Linked DNA regions of Zea mays: region 1 is linked to region 2. The links are chromatin contacts, called in public Hi-C maps. All regions are on one chromosome and are shown on one strand. The core of a region is the stretch at or near the end of the contact, and the rest is flanking DNA. Distances in the headings are between cores, read along the strand shown. Region 1 holds the start of LOC103636228 (B3 domain-containing protein LFL1). Region 2 holds the start of LOC100279289.

Region 1 (3,008 bases), core at 494-2,993, 160 kb before region 2:
CAAAAGCATAATTTCTGCTAATTTGCACATGGCTCCCACATCTTCTGATCCTTCCAATAACGCAGCAGAAAACTCCAATCTTCTTTATGAAAGAGACCTCACACTATCAAATTTGTTTATATCAAACATGGAGAAGTAGCAGGTTGTATCAGTAGACCTACTGCATTTTGCTGAGACGAAAGGTTCCATGGCCACTGAGAGCCAAGAAACACTAAGCTCTATGAGCCCTCATCACTCATCAGTACCAGATGGTGGCCAGGCCAAGTGCAGCCCAGCATAATACTGGCCCATGGCATATAGCATATCAGTTACTTGTATGTTACAGGTAGTATGGTTCGGTCACTTGGATTTCCCGGCAAGTTAGTTTCAGTGCCGTGATCAATAATTCACGCTTGTACAGCCTATTCCTACCAGTTATGGGCTGCAGCACACCCATGAAAATGCACACATGTACACTGACAACTCCAACCAATAATGTTACATACACTCTTTTTTTTAATAATGTTTCACTACAAGGCCATATACATGGTGTCATGGTGACAACTTGTAACATTGTGCCATTTATGATGCACACGATCGACGAACTGCAAAATCGGCTGAGATGCCATATCATCACTACGAAATCAGCAAATGAGCAACCAAAACTATGCCCCTCCGCGACCCACTTTCCTCATCCTCTACATTTAATGCCATCATCTACAGCTTACGTGTCCAATGGATGACACACATACGGATATACCATGGTGATCAAACACACACCGGTACACCAAATCGCGCAAATTGATCGTGGAATCCAGACTAAACCTGCAAGCGATTGCTTGTAAACAACGATCCACTGATCAAACAGCGATGGTACGGATCCCGCACGAAAATTTAAAAAATCCGGCGACAACGGACGCGGGGGATGGCCAGTGCCCTTCCCCTGGGCCTCCAGCCCACCGCACCTACGCGCCACGACGGCCCACCATCGCCTCGCCCTCGCGCACGGACACGGTGCACATAAACCGCAACAGCAGGAGACCGTGAATTCCGAGGCACTCACAGGTGGAGGCGCCGACGGCCTACGGGCGGTGCTCCGGGGCCCGCGGCGGGCGGACCGACGCTTCCGGGTGACCCGCTGCGGCAAGACGTCGCCGGACGAAGAGGAGGTGGAGGCCGGGGAGGTGCGGCGCTTGGTAATGCCGGCCATGCCGGTAGAACGACGACGAGCGGAGAAGGAAGGAAGGGAGGAGGTAGCGGCGGCGGCGGCAGCGGCAGCGGCGGCTAGGGTTGGAGAGGGCGAGGCTTTTATAGCCGGATGGGGGCGGGCGGGCGGAGACGCGGAGGCGGGGGCGCGCGGTGACAAGTGTCGGGCGGGCTCTGAAATGGGTGCAAAGTGGGGGAGGCAACGCCAACGCCCCCCGTCGGGGGCGATGCCGAGGGCGCGCAGGCGCGGCCAACCGCGCGCGCGCGAGGTGGCAAGCGCCGGGTGGGAGGCGCGGGCTGGCATGCATGCGCTTCAGCTTTCAGCCTCCGCGCATCGGGATTCCCTGCGGGCGCCGAGACAAATAGCCCGCCTGTTTCTGTTTTGAACTCAGCCCCCAGCCCCGGATGCTGCCTGCGCCCTGGTTTCCCGGGGTCGCCCGCCGCCCACTGCTGGCTGCTTGGGCTCGGGACTTGGTGGTGGTTCGATTGGACGGATGGCTGGGTTTCACTGCCGCACCGAGCCCCGGCCCCGGCCCCCGGCACCGCGCGCTCTGTGGCGATTCACTGGTAAAGGCTGCGGTGAAGCTTAAAAGTTGGGGTTCGCCAAAAATAGCAGCTCTGCCTCTCCTGCTCCTCGACTCCGGCTTGCTAACTTGGGACTTCCATTTCCGGGTCTTGAAAGGACTCAAACACCGCGGCCAGTGCTTTGTGGAGGTGCAAGTACAAGGAAGTACGTCCAGCATTCTGTCGTCTTCGGCACTGGCAACATTGCCAGCACTGCATCGGTTCAGAATACCTGCACTTAACTGCCATATACAACGTTCAGTGGCCAATCTAGCTAACAATAATATTATTAGAGTCATTGGAAGCAGCTTCATTATAGGATACAATATTTTTAAAATTTTAACAGTGTTTTACTAAGACCCTGTTTGTTTCTTTCTAAATTATATAAGTTGAATTATGGCGTAAAAGTAGAAGAGTAAAATATCACTTTGAAACACAGATAAGCTGAAATAAACTACCCAATACTAACTTATTTGTGATTATAAAATAATATTTTACCCTACTATCCATCCACAATAATCCAACTTATATAATCTATAAGATAAACAAATACACCTTAAAGGTTAGTTTGGAAACCCTTTTTTAAGAGATTTCTATTTTCTTATAAAAAATTAAAATAAGAAAATAAAGTTTCCAAACTAGATCTAAGTAGTTTGGAAACCTTATTTTTTTCAAGAGATTTTCATTTAAAAAATTAGTTCATTTTTTTAAAAAATAAAAATCTCTCGAAAAAATAAGGTTTCTAAACTAGCTCTAAAGGATTCACAAATCGCTGACCCTGATAAACCCTCTAGATTCGTCAGTGACAACGCTGTGTACAGATTCATGGAGATGGAGTCGACATTCTAATAATAATAAAAATAAAAAAGAACTCGAATATCAAGCATACTGCTGAAATACGATCGATCGATTTGTACGTTTCGACGTGCGTTTCCTCTACACCGGGATCATGGACTGCTCGGGTTATTTATAGCTAGCAGTCTCAAAAGACGAGTCATCCACTGTTTCATCAGCGCAAGCGCAAGCATACGTTTGCTTCCTTATCGCCACGTATTCTGCTCTTCTGGAATCTGGAGGGAGTACTACAGTATCGGGAACGATTTCGTTCGTGACAGTCACTAAGGTAGCGTTTGCTTCCTAAGCCAATTGGATAGGACGGCTCTGTTTATTGAAGCTCCGTTTTTAAGAAGTCAAATGGTTCAACATTTAAACATATTTTTTTTGTTTTTAGAATCACTCTATCATATGTGGAATCAATC
Region 2 (2,881 bases), core at 342-2,841:
ATAGCCATAGCATATGAATCATCAGGATATCACTAAACAGCTGCATGTACTGATAAACATAATCATCACATGCAGCGCCAGTAAAAATGTTCTCCCCTACAAATAAGAACAAATGTCAGGGGGTCAGGGCACTATATTTGTCTATACTCCCTCGGTCCCTGAATAAATATATTCCTAGCTCAAGAATTTGTCTACAAATAAATCAATCTCTAGGAGATTGAATGGTCCACCGGCCTTTTTTTTCCTCGAAGCCACCTCGCATTTACTGCAACCCCTCTAATCTCCCAATGCAGTATTAAGTTTTGGAACTTGGATGTGTGTAGAAAATGCTATAATTAATATGTTATTAGAATAATCACAGATCAGTGTGTATAAAGGGCAATGTGGTCTTCTCTCTGTCATACTAATCTGTCCTAAACTTGCTAGGAATCTATTTATTCAGGGACAAAAGGGAGTATGTGCCATATCCCACAGCAAGCAGCTTTCCCAAGTAGAATAAGAATGAGATGGATAGCATCGGGGACAAACTACGAGTTAAAAAAGATACCAGTTGCCACGCTAAATTATGATCTGCCAATTACACAGTCCCACACAAACTTCAATAAGCAAGGTCCCAGCTAAAGCAATACCAAATGTGCATTGAAATAATGGAGTCTCCGCTTTTAGTTGAAAAAACAATCCAACATCTAAAGTTTTCACCTTTACCCTTATCACAGTGGTATGTCCAATTAGCAACACAGCGAGAATACTGCTACTTACTCCCTCCATCCCAAATGCCAAATCGTTATTCGTTTTAGCTCCTGGCTTTTTACGTCTATATTCAAATGAATGATGATGAATCTAGACTAGACACATATATAAAACATATGCATCAAGTATGAATCCATTAAAAACCCAAAACGAATTTTGATTTGGGACAGAGGATCACTACAGTTCGCCTCTAAGGTAGTCAAGCAAGCAAATTCGTGGAAAAAGCTCACCTCCTCCATCTCACGGAGGATGACGCCGCGCTCCCGCTGGATAGCCCTTTCGGGGAATCGCGGGTGCTGTAGGATGTCGCTGAGGACGTCGAGTGCCGCCGGAACGTGGCGCGCCTGCACGTCGGCAAAAAAGGTGGTCTGCTCGCGGGAGGTATACGCGTTGAGGCGCGCGCCCATGTCCTCGATCTCCACCTCGAGCACCTGCGCGTTGGGCCGGCGCCGTGTGCCCTTGAAGGCCATGTGCTCCAGGAAGTGTGCGGTTCCGTTGGTTCCAGGGAGCTCGAAGCGGCTCCCCGCATCGACCCAGACGCCGACGGAGGCAATCCGTGTGGCGACCGGGTAGGCCTGCGTGACGACGCGGAGGCCTGAGGGGAGCGTAGAGACGCGCGCGGCGGGGAACCGAAGGTAAGGGGAGTGGTCAGGGGTGCGGGGCACCGGCGAGGCGTGGCGGAGGAAGCGGCTGGTGGAGGGCGACGGGGAGACAGCGGTTGTGGACGCGGAGTGGAGGAGGCGGTACAGATAGGGAAGGAGCCGGCGCCTCGAGCGGGCGGCTGAGGCGAGAGCGGCCATGTGTTCGACGGAATCTCTCTACCGTCGCGCCGCCGAACGGGGGAGACGAGGAGGGCTCCGGGTTTTGGTTTGGTTTTTTCTCTACTCTTCTGTTTATTCTTGCGGGCTCGCGGCGGTGGGAGGGCTACCGCCTCCTAGGCCTAGCGATGCCCATTGCCGTCAAGATTTAAAATAATGGCCATATTTGGGACAGCTGCTGCTTGTTGAAAAAGCAGCTTATCTGATAAGCTGGTAAAAAGCAGCTTCTGCTTGTTGGCTGCTTTTAGTTCATTTTGAGAAGCAGCTGAACTGATAAGCTGCTGCAGAAGCTGCCTGTTTGGCAGGACTTCAGCTTAAATTTATGAAGAAGCTGAAAATAAGCTGTGCCAAACAGGGTCAATAGAAGGAAAAAGTTCATTTGTTGAGGGTTTATTTAGCAGCAATATTTCTTAAAAAGATTTACAATTCTATATTTTGTACTTCCTCCGTTCGAAATTGTAATTCGTTTGATTAACCTTAAATTTGACCGGCTCGTCTAAAACAAAAAAATCATAATTATTGCTATTTTTTACTATAATGTTGTCTTCTCTATAATATACTTTAAGTATGGCTTTGTTTTTTTTGTTTTTTCGCAAAATTTTTGAATAGGCGAAGTCAGTCAAACTTGGCAAAAAAAAGTAAAATAAATTATAAATTGAAACAGAGAGAGTAATTATCATAATAATATTGTAGTTTTTGCCAACTCTAAAATTACCATGGTTTTAAAAAACATTGTATGGATACTACATTGTAACTCATGGTATTAGATAAAAGCTAGCCATACCATAAAAGATTTGGGTTAAAGTAGTGTTTCTAATCTAAAGTCTTAACAGACACTCCGGTTTGGAGCCTTCTCCGTGTTCCCGGGCTACGACGCCTCTCGCGTACCGACGCGTGTTGACCCGCGGACGCGAAAATTTACCTCTTTGTTTCTCTCCTTCTCTGCCTCTCTCCGGCCTAGCCTACCTCTCCTTCCCGTCGTTTCCTGCCCACCGCGCCCCTCCAATAGCGTTGTCCCTCGCCCTCGTGCACCCCGTGCTCCTCATCGTCTTCGCCAACGCAGGAACCAGGAAGCTACCCATAGCCAGCCTCGCTTTCTAGCCAAATCCTTCTTCGGACGCTGCTGCGACCTCTGTCGCTTCGTCGCTCTCGCGCCAGCTGACCGCCTCCAGCTCGCTCGAGGTCATCGCGACGGGGAAGAAGGGGCCTTCCCGACCAAATCCTTCTTTGGCACGCCGCTGGCTGCCATCGTGGCCTCTGTCGCGTCGCCACTCCCACGACAATCGGCCGCCTCGAACTCGCTTGAGTTCATC

What was found. A called contact is a pair of places that touch in the nucleus more often than the background predicts.
Region 1: a contact with region 2 is called in a Hi-C map of leaf, with 2.9 times the contacts expected there. The contact joins the promoter of LOC103636228 here to the promoter of LOC100279289 in region 2. A contact is called at or near these places in 2 of 25 Hi-C or Micro-C datasets (leaf and tassel).

The regions. Positions count from the first base shown.
Region 1 is chr8:158,725,510-158,728,517 of Zm-B73-REFERENCE-NAM-5.0, reverse strand. It overlaps LOC103636228 (B3 domain-containing protein LFL1), which reads right to left and starts at 1,743. Exons shown (of 7, transcript XM_008658583.3): 1 at 1,043-1,743. The coding sequence starts at 1,489.
Region 2 is chr8:158,565,430-158,568,310 of Zm-B73-REFERENCE-NAM-5.0, reverse strand. It overlaps LOC100279289, which reads right to left and starts at 1,591. Exons shown (of 9, transcript NM_001152310.1): 1 at 981-1,591. The coding sequence starts at 1,550.